Linked DNA regions of Sus scrofa: region 2 is linked to region 1. A link is a contact called in public HiChIP or PLAC-seq data. All regions are on one chromosome and are shown on one strand. The core of a region is the stretch at or near the end of the contact, and the rest is flanking DNA. Distances in the headings are between cores, read along the strand shown.

Region 1 (4,223 bases), core at 601-3,100:
GCGGCTATAGCTCCGATTAGACCCCAGCCTGGGAACCTCCAAGTGCCGCTGGAGCGGCTCAAGAAAAAGGCAAAAAAGAGAAAAAAAAAAAAGAAGGTTATACGTTAGACTTAAGAAAATAATTATAATCCTGCTGCTTTCTGTGTGGTAGGGAAAATACTGATTCCTTCGTTGGGTATCGAGACCCTAAAGCATTTTGAAGGATACAGAGATTAGGTATCCTTTTACTTTCCTCTTTGGTATCTACATATACTTACCTTTTAATATCCTTCAAAAGTATTATTTTAGTAGCTGTTAAACTGCTGAAGGCTAGAGTTAGAGTTATCCTTACTTGCTATTTAAAAGTCTGCCACAGATCTTCCAAATTATGTCTCTCAAACAATCCAATAATACTATCGTTCATTAAGCACTTACTCTATTTGAAGCACTGTGGTTAATACTTTATACGAATTTTTTCACTCACTTCTCACATCCACCACATGAGGGTTAAACCTTTGTGAGGAGCCTCACAAAGGTTAAATAATGTGTGCTAGTTCACACATTGATAGAGCAAGGATTCAAATCCACGTTGCTATTCAACCAGTATTCAATGACTGCCTGTGTGGCAGGCGTGAAAGAGGGTAAACAATGCCAGCTAGGAGTTCCCTTGTGGCACAGAAAGTTAAAGATTCAGCAATGTCATTGCAGCAGCCGGTGGGGGGCGGGGGGGGGTTGGGGCAGTTCGATCCCTTGTGAGGGAACTTCCACATGCCGTGGGCGTGAAAAACAAACAAACAAAAAATACACAACATGGGCTAGCCCTTGTGCTCTTGAAACTTAGGACCTATAAAAGTCTTTCTGGTTCAAAAGTCCGTGGTTTTGACATTACTACTTATCCCTATCTGTGCAAAGAGGAGCCACTTTTTCAAAGGCAATTTGAGAACTCCTAAGACAAAACTGGTATCTAAAGGAATCTGGACAAGCATTTCTGTTCCCCAGTACTCCTTTATGCTTACTAAAATTAGATTTCTGTTCTGTGCTCAGAAGATAAATTTTGTGCTCTTAAGACGTATAAAGAGCAATCTGGAAGCATAGGCTGTGATGACAGACCTGCGTTCTAGTCCCAACTGGATCATTTACAAATTGCCCGACCTTGAGCGAGTAATTTAACCTCTCTGAGCCTTAATTTATGAAAAATTGCTATATTACCACTGAATGTTATTATTTATAGAATCAGGGACCACACACACACAATCACTCAAGTCCACGTGTTACGAAGGCTTGTTTGTATAGGTGGTTCTACCAGCATTCTGTTTGGTTGTGTATGGATCGCACCATTAAAGGTGCATGAAATCTGGTTAATTCCAGGGTCTGGAACATACGTGCACAATAAGTATTAGTTGAAAGAACGAACGAACAACTCAAGGCAAGATCAGTCTGTAAGAGAACTAGGAGGTTCAGACGTGGAGAACATTCATAAAACAGAAAGTAGATACATTCTCCTTTCTAAGTTAACGCTCTGTTTTCGTAGCTCCTTTCACGTTTCAGTAAACTGTAAAATGGGCATATGGGCACTTTAGGCCTCGCCGCGCAGTTGTGAGATTAGATAAAATGCTGGACGTGAAAGCATTTGTAAACCAACATCCCCCACGAACATGAGTGTAGCTCGGTATCCGAGACAGCCCACGCCTACGCTACACTGGCGGGCGCCGAGCCCCAGCTCCGCCCCCTCTTCCTGGTTTTTCCCGGCAACCCGCCCCTCCGGCGTCATGTGACAGAGGTGCCCTGCCGGACCGAGCTCCTGATTGGCCCGGCTGCAGAACGCCTCGCGATTGGCCCAAGGCCGGCGGGCCCCCGCCTCCCTCCTCCTCCTCGCCGCGGCCCACGTGAGGGGGGCGAGTCACGCGATTTCCGGGAACCCGTCAGGAAGGACATAAACAAAACAAACCCGAGGCAGCATGGAGAGGGGCCGCGGCCCCTGCAGCGGAACCGGACCCAGCCCCTGAGCCGCCCCCACATCCACAGGTGAGCTCCGCTGCCCGCCGCCCAGAGCCCGCTGGGACCTGGGCTGAGGGACGAGCCGGGTGGGGGGCGGAGGAGGACCGCTGGCCTAGGACGCGACAGCGCCGGGTCTCTGGGCCCGGCCGGCGCGGGGCGGGGGCCGGGACCAAGGCCGAGTCTGGCGGCGCGCGGGCCTCAGGCTGCCGCCTGCCGGTCACGGGGGCTCTGGCTCCCCTCCCCCACCCCCGGCCCGGGACGGTTATATAAAAGCGCGGGGCGGCAGTAGAGGGACCCATGGGCGGGAGACAGGCTAGGCCAGGAGTGGGCAGTGCCGGGCGTCCGCCCTGCCAGGCCGCTCGGCCCTTCACCCCTGCCTCGGAGCCTGGGGCCGTGGCTGCCGGCAACCGGCCTGTCAGAGAAGCGAGCGGGTGGGAGGGGCCGGGGAAGGGAGGGGAGGCGAGGCTGGCGGGGGAGGAGGAGAGAGAGAGGGGCGTGTGAGGAAGGGCCGGGGCCACGAAGCTTGGAACCAGGCTGGCAGGGGAGACGAAGAGGCGCGGGCTGGGGGTGGGGGTGGGGTCCAGGCAGGGGTGTCTCGGGGTAGCCGCTCCCCCTTCTCTTCCCCGCCCCGGCGACGCGCTAGAGGGGCCTCCCTCCCGGGATTTGTTTATATGTCTTCTCAAAGCAGCTTGAAGCGGCTTGGAGGCGGAGCTTTCGGCGCCGAGTGGCAGCACGTGCTATCCAATCGGGCATGCGGACGGAGGCGGCCGCACCAATGGGCATGGGGGAGGCGGTGCTGCGGGCTCCCCAATTTGTTAGGCTGTGCCGGGGGTGGGCCGGGTGGGGCGGCCATGTTAGATGGGAGGGGACCGGTGGCGGTGGGTCACAGAGATGGGAGGAGACAGGGCAAAGGGCGAGGGAGCCGGGCCGGGGGCGTTTCGGGTGTCCGAAGGCGAGTCTGATCCGACCAGGAAGTAGCTCAGGGGAGCCTGACCCCGACCCACCGCTTTCCCCACCCGAGCCGAGGCGGCAGGGAAGTACCGAGGGCAGTCTAGCCGCCCCTTGGGGGTGGTTCCTGGGACCAGATGCAGCTCAGTCTCTGGATTCTCCCTCTTTCTCGGCCTTACGCTTCCTGACAAACCCGGCCTCCAAACCTTGTAAATGCCCTCCTTTAACCCAAGAAAGCAAATCTTTTTCGCTGTTTCTGAGCAAGCTTGAGCTTTAAGAATGCCTTAAGAAGGTACTTGGATAAATAGCGGTCTTTTTGCCCCAGGCCTCAGATGGAAGCAGGCAGTAAGAAGGAAGTTGTGCTTTTCTGGAAAAGAAAATCAGGACTAGAAAAGCCGAGAAAGTTAAGGGCTGGGCGGAGTCTCCATTTTTTTCATCTGGATACCTTCTAAAGATCAGGCTCCTCGTGCTTGCCCTAGTCTTAGTAGTAATTTGCTCCTCCTGCTTATATAAATTGGTAGCTCACTTAAATCAGCTTCATGAGAAAACTAAGCATTGAGAACATTATATAGGTTTGAAGGTTCTTTAGGATTCTGTCCTGCGAATACCCTGCAGGTGAGAAAAAGGATCAAGATCTGACATTTCTTTTAGGAAAAAAAAAAAAAAAAAAAGGCAGAAAAGTAGACTTCTAAATCTATGCTAAACTGGTTGTCACTTGATTGCACTTTAAAATATTTTTCCCGTTTTCTTTTAATCCAAAATAGCTAGGAGAAACACCAAAGATGAACGAGGAAACGGTATGAGTAATTACTAGAAAATCGCGTATTTTACTGTTTCATGATTATTTTGGCATCATATCGGCCCGTACTGGATGCTTAGTTTTATGGTAAGGTCACTTTACAACCTGTGACTGCATCGTTGTTGTCAAGGGTACCAGGCTGTTGATGCTTCTTTGGTTAAGTACTTACAGTTAGCAACACACCTTAGGTATGTCTTGCAGGGACTATTCAAGAGTTGACTGTGTTTATTTAGGAATTTGCATTGTCTGCTATTTTGTTAACTGGAGAAACATAATAATTGGTGAATAAATGATTTATTGATTTCTGTATTAATTTGATGTGACTGACTTAAAATTCTGTTACGAATGATGTATGAAAGTATAGTCCCTGATTACTTGATAGACTTCAGATCTTACATATAAATTTTATAGCAAATAAAAATTCTAGTTTATTTTTTATCTTATTCTAAGAATGGCAGATCCAACAGGACTTATTTGGGTGTGATTCTTTTATATGATT
Region 2 (4,223 bases), core at 979-3,478, 66 kb before region 1:
CCTGCCTCACCCATGGGAAGTGACTTCCTTTCCACCCCTGCCCCAGCTTTACTGAGATAAAATTGACCTATAACATTGTGGAAGTTTAAGGTGTACATGTTAATTTAATACAGTCACATATTTCCTAACGGCTGCCCAGTCTCCTGCAGACAGCCCAGGTGTAGCCATCTCCCACCCCCGCCCCAGTCTGAAGGTCAGAGGGCTCCAACACTGACTTCAGAGGGTCTGGAAGGAAACCTAAAAGCAGCACGTCCAGAGATCAAGCCAGATGCCCTTGTCGATCATGGATCATGAGTAGGAGTAAATGCTGGTCTTTCACCATTTCATCACCATATGTCAGGGAACACTCAAACTGGGAGAGAACAGGGGACCCGCCTGAGTCTGGCAAGGCATCCCCTCCTCTGAATTTCAGGATGCCCATCTGTTAACTGAGCACCACAAATCCTTTTATCTGGCATCTGGCGCAAAGTAGGTGCTAAATAGATATAAACGGAATGAATGAATCAATTCCTTCAATGAATCAATCACTGAGCCTCCTGCACAGCGGAGCCTGGACTGGAGACCTTTCGCTTTCAAGGGCCGCGCACAGGGAATCTCAGCTCTCAGAGGCCTCCGGTGCTCTGCGTTGTCTTCCGCGGGGCGACGCCAGGCGGGGACAAGGACCGCAGGACAGAGTGGGTGGGGCAGTGACGACCAATCCGCAGGCGCGCTGGGCCGCGGAGCACCGGCGGCACTAGCCGGCTCTTACAGACTTTCAGGGAGTTACTAGCCGGCTCTTACAGACTTTCAGGGAGTTAAAAAAGGAGAGAGTACAACCCGAGCTTCAGTTTGCATGACGCATCGCACGTGTTTACACTAAACAAGGAAAGCTTACAGTTGGCGTCATTGGGAGTTAAAGGCAAAAGTCTGACTCTGGTGAAGTCTGGTGAGGTCTGGCCTCAGGGCTGACCTGGAGCAAGCCCCATACAGAGGCCTCTGCTCTCAGGAGGAATAATTGCTGGCTGTAATTGAGCGCTGTGTGCCAGTGTTCTAAACACATTAAACGGTGTAATTCATTTAGTCCTCATATCAACTCTATGAGACAGCCACTAAGATCATCCCGGTTTCACAGATAAGGAAACGGGTTCAGAAACGTGGAGTCAATTCCCCAAGGACAGGCAACATGAAGAGGCACTTGGGTCCAAGTCTCACTCTACAGCCCTGGCTCTTATAAATGGGCTTAAAAACTGGGGCGGGAGGGGGGCAGTTTTTGCAAATCCAAGTGATTGTGTCGCAATGACCCTCAAATATTGGTGCGCCTCAAAAATCTTTGGTGAGGAGCAGTGCTTGCTTTAAATTCAGGGTCTGTGACCCTGACCCAACACTGTCTGGTTTTGTAGGGCTGTGGTGGAACACGATAATCTGCATTTTGAAGACGTTTCTCAGTGATTTAGAAGCAATTCAGGAATTCCCCTCATGGTTCAGCGGAAGTGAATCTGACTAGGAACCACGAGGTTGTGGGTTCGGTCCCCGGCCCCGCTCAGCGGGTTAAGGATCTGGCGTTACGGTGAGCTGTGGTGTAGGTCGAAGACGTGGCTCGGATTCGTGGCTGTGGTGTAGGCCTGGCAGCTGTAACTCCGATTAGACCCCTAGCCTGGTAACTGACATATGCAGCGGCCCTAAAAAGCCAAAAAATAAAATAAAGAAATAAAAAATACTTCAGCCAATTGCATCTAGAGCATCATGATGGTAAATCGATATGGCTAGACAAAGAGTTTGGGGAAGGAGAGAGACTATAGATAATGCATGTATTCAAAGAACATCAATGAGGACTCTATTGCAGACCCTGCAAAAGTTCTCCTTGTTGTTTCCGCTGTGGCAGAGTGGGTTAAGAATCCAACTGCAGAGGTGCAGGTTTGATCCCTGGCCCTTGCAGTGGGTTAAAGGATTCCAGGCCACCCAAAGGGTAGATTGCATGTGCAGCTTGGATACAATCCCTGGCCAGGGCACTTCCATATGCCGCAGGTGAGGCCTTTTAAAAAAAGAAAGAAAAGAGGAGGGGGTGGGGGTCCTTGCCCCAATGGTGCCAACTCACCGAGGTTCCCAGTATGACCCCCTGAAGCCGCCCAGCATTCCCATCCCACTGCGATCCCACCCCAATCCACAGGGGGTGCTATTCACTTTCCTTCCGACCGGAACGGAGCTTTGCTTTCCTTCTGCGCTTGCGCAGCAAGGAAGCCTCACTTCCGGCCCTGAGCAGCGCATCGTCTGAGCTCTGACGGCGCCAGGTAGGTGTATAGCGGCTGGCATTTTCTAGTTTTGTGAAGCCCTTTGCTTCCTTGGACCCCTGCCCTACGTGGTCAGGGGCTGCCCGCTCCCCTTAGACCTCACTGCATGATCCGCAGCCTTGCATTCTCCAGCCCGAGCCCTCCTTCCTCAGACTCAAGGGCCCAGTTCCTCCCTCCCCCCACACCCCACTAATGAAGCACGCACCCCTCTCGGACTTCGTAACCGGTGTAACGTCCAGGCGCCTCTCTTCTCCCCCCTCCTCTCCTTCCGAGGCTCTGTCCCTAGAGCTCTTATGCGGTGATGGGGAGAGGTGTCGCGGGTGGAGTGCAGGCCTTGGGGCCCTAGTGAAGGTTCCTTGCTCTCTCCCTGCTTCTCTTTGCAGAGGTCACCATGAAGTTCAACCCCTTCGTGACTTCGGACCGCAGCAAAAACCGCAAACGTCATTTCAATGCCCCCTCCCACGTGCGCAGGAAGATCATGTCGTCTCCACTCTCCAAGGAGCTGCGGCAGAAGTACAACGTTCGCTCCATGCCCATCCGCAAGGACGACGAGGTCCAGGTAGGAGTCCGCCGGGCTCTAGTTACCCAGCAGTTTGGCGCTCGGGCTCCGTCGTTGACTGCGTGTGTTTGGACATAAAGTAGTAATTTTAGATTCACATCTTCCCGGGATCCTGGCAAGTAACGTGACCCTGAGATGTGTTAGACCAAAGAAGGAGCCCAGAGCCACCAAAGAACACCTATCTAGCCTAAATAAGAGGATTCCAATTCGGTTCTAATTCGGAAAAATATATTGTGCCAGCCAAAGGAAACTGCTTTTTTATGTAGTCCAGAGGCTGCTAGTTTGCCAGGCATTGCTCAGGGTGGCTCTTCGAACCAGACTTTGCAGGGGAGAATGGTGTGATAAAAGTGAAGTTTTGGTATCGTAAGCTTTAGTGGAAGCTGGGCATTTGGTGGTGCTGGATTTGGCAGGGAGAATGGAGAAGCAGCAGAAAGTCGGGGCCTGAAATTGTGAGAGTATGGCCCAAATGAGAAAGTATAAGCCTCCCCTTCTCTAACTGGAGCTTGGGGTTAGGATGTGTGGTAGGGAAGGGGAAGTAGAGGTGAGTAAGTAGGCAGAGGCTGTAGTCAGTCCTTGAAGAAATACTAACTGAGCACTCACCCAGGCACTGTTCTCTAGTAAACGAGCTGTGAACAAGGCCCACAAGGCCTTGTTACCATCAAGCTCACATGTTATTTATTTATTTGGTCCTTTTTTTTTTTTTTTTTTTTTTTTTTTTTTTTTTTTAAAGGGCTGCACCTGGGGCATATCGAAGTTCCCAGGCTAGGGTTCCAGTCAGAGCTGCAGCTGCCGGCCTACACCACAACAATGCTAGGCCTGAGCCACATCTGCAGCCTACACCGCAGCTTGTGGCAACACCAGATCCTTAACCCACTGAGCAAGGCCAGGGATGGAACCCATGCCTTCATGGATACCAGTCGGGTTTGTTACTGATGAGCCACGACGGGAACTCCCGAGTTCACATTTTGGAACAAGGTTTCCCAGCCTCAGCCTATTGACTTCTTGGGCTGGATAATTCTTTGCTGGGCTGAGCCCTCCTGTGCACTGTAGGATGTTGAGCCACATCCTTGGCCTCTCCCCACTAGGTGCCAGTAGCACCCCCTCATAGTTATGACCAGCAGAGACATTTCCAGATATTGCCAAATGTCCCTAAGGCACAAAATCCACCCCTGCCAACCCCTTCTATTGAGGACTGTCGTTTTAGAGAGTGAAGTGAGGGATTTGGTATATCATCCGAGGCATCAGGACTCTGAAGGGTGGAGGAGGATTGGGAGCAGAGGATGTTAGGCTGAGGGTGTGATGGGGATGGAGTGGACAGGACAGTTCAGAGGTCTGAGTCGCCTCTTTATCTTCCGGATCCTTCCTATGAGACACGTTCTAGAATGGGGGGATCGCAA

What was found. HiChIP or PLAC-seq counts read pairs in DNA pulled down with a chosen protein or histone mark.
Region 2: an H3K27ac HiChIP or PLAC-seq map of alveolar macrophages shows a contact between it and region 1. The contact joins the promoter of RPL26L1 here to the promoter of CREBRF in region 1. A contact is called at or near these places in 2 of 5 promoter capture datasets (fetal skeletal muscle and liver), 11 of 47 Hi-C or Micro-C datasets (adipocytes, alveolar macrophages, heart right ventricle and 3 more) and 2 of 2 datasets of contacts at active chromatin or transcription factors (alveolar macrophages and skeletal muscle).

What each region holds. Positions count from the first base shown.
Region 1 is chr16:51,208,433-51,212,655 of Sscrofa11.1, reverse strand. It overlaps CREBRF (CREB3 regulatory factor), which reads left to right and starts at 1,850. Exons shown (of 9, transcript XM_013990647.2): 1 at 1,850-2,004.
Region 2 is chr16:51,274,697-51,278,919 of Sscrofa11.1, reverse strand. It overlaps RPL26L1 (ribosomal protein L26 like 1), which reads left to right and starts at 2,228. Exons shown (of 4, transcript NM_001141990.2): 1 at 2,228-2,267; 2 at 2,651-2,826. The coding sequence starts at 2,659.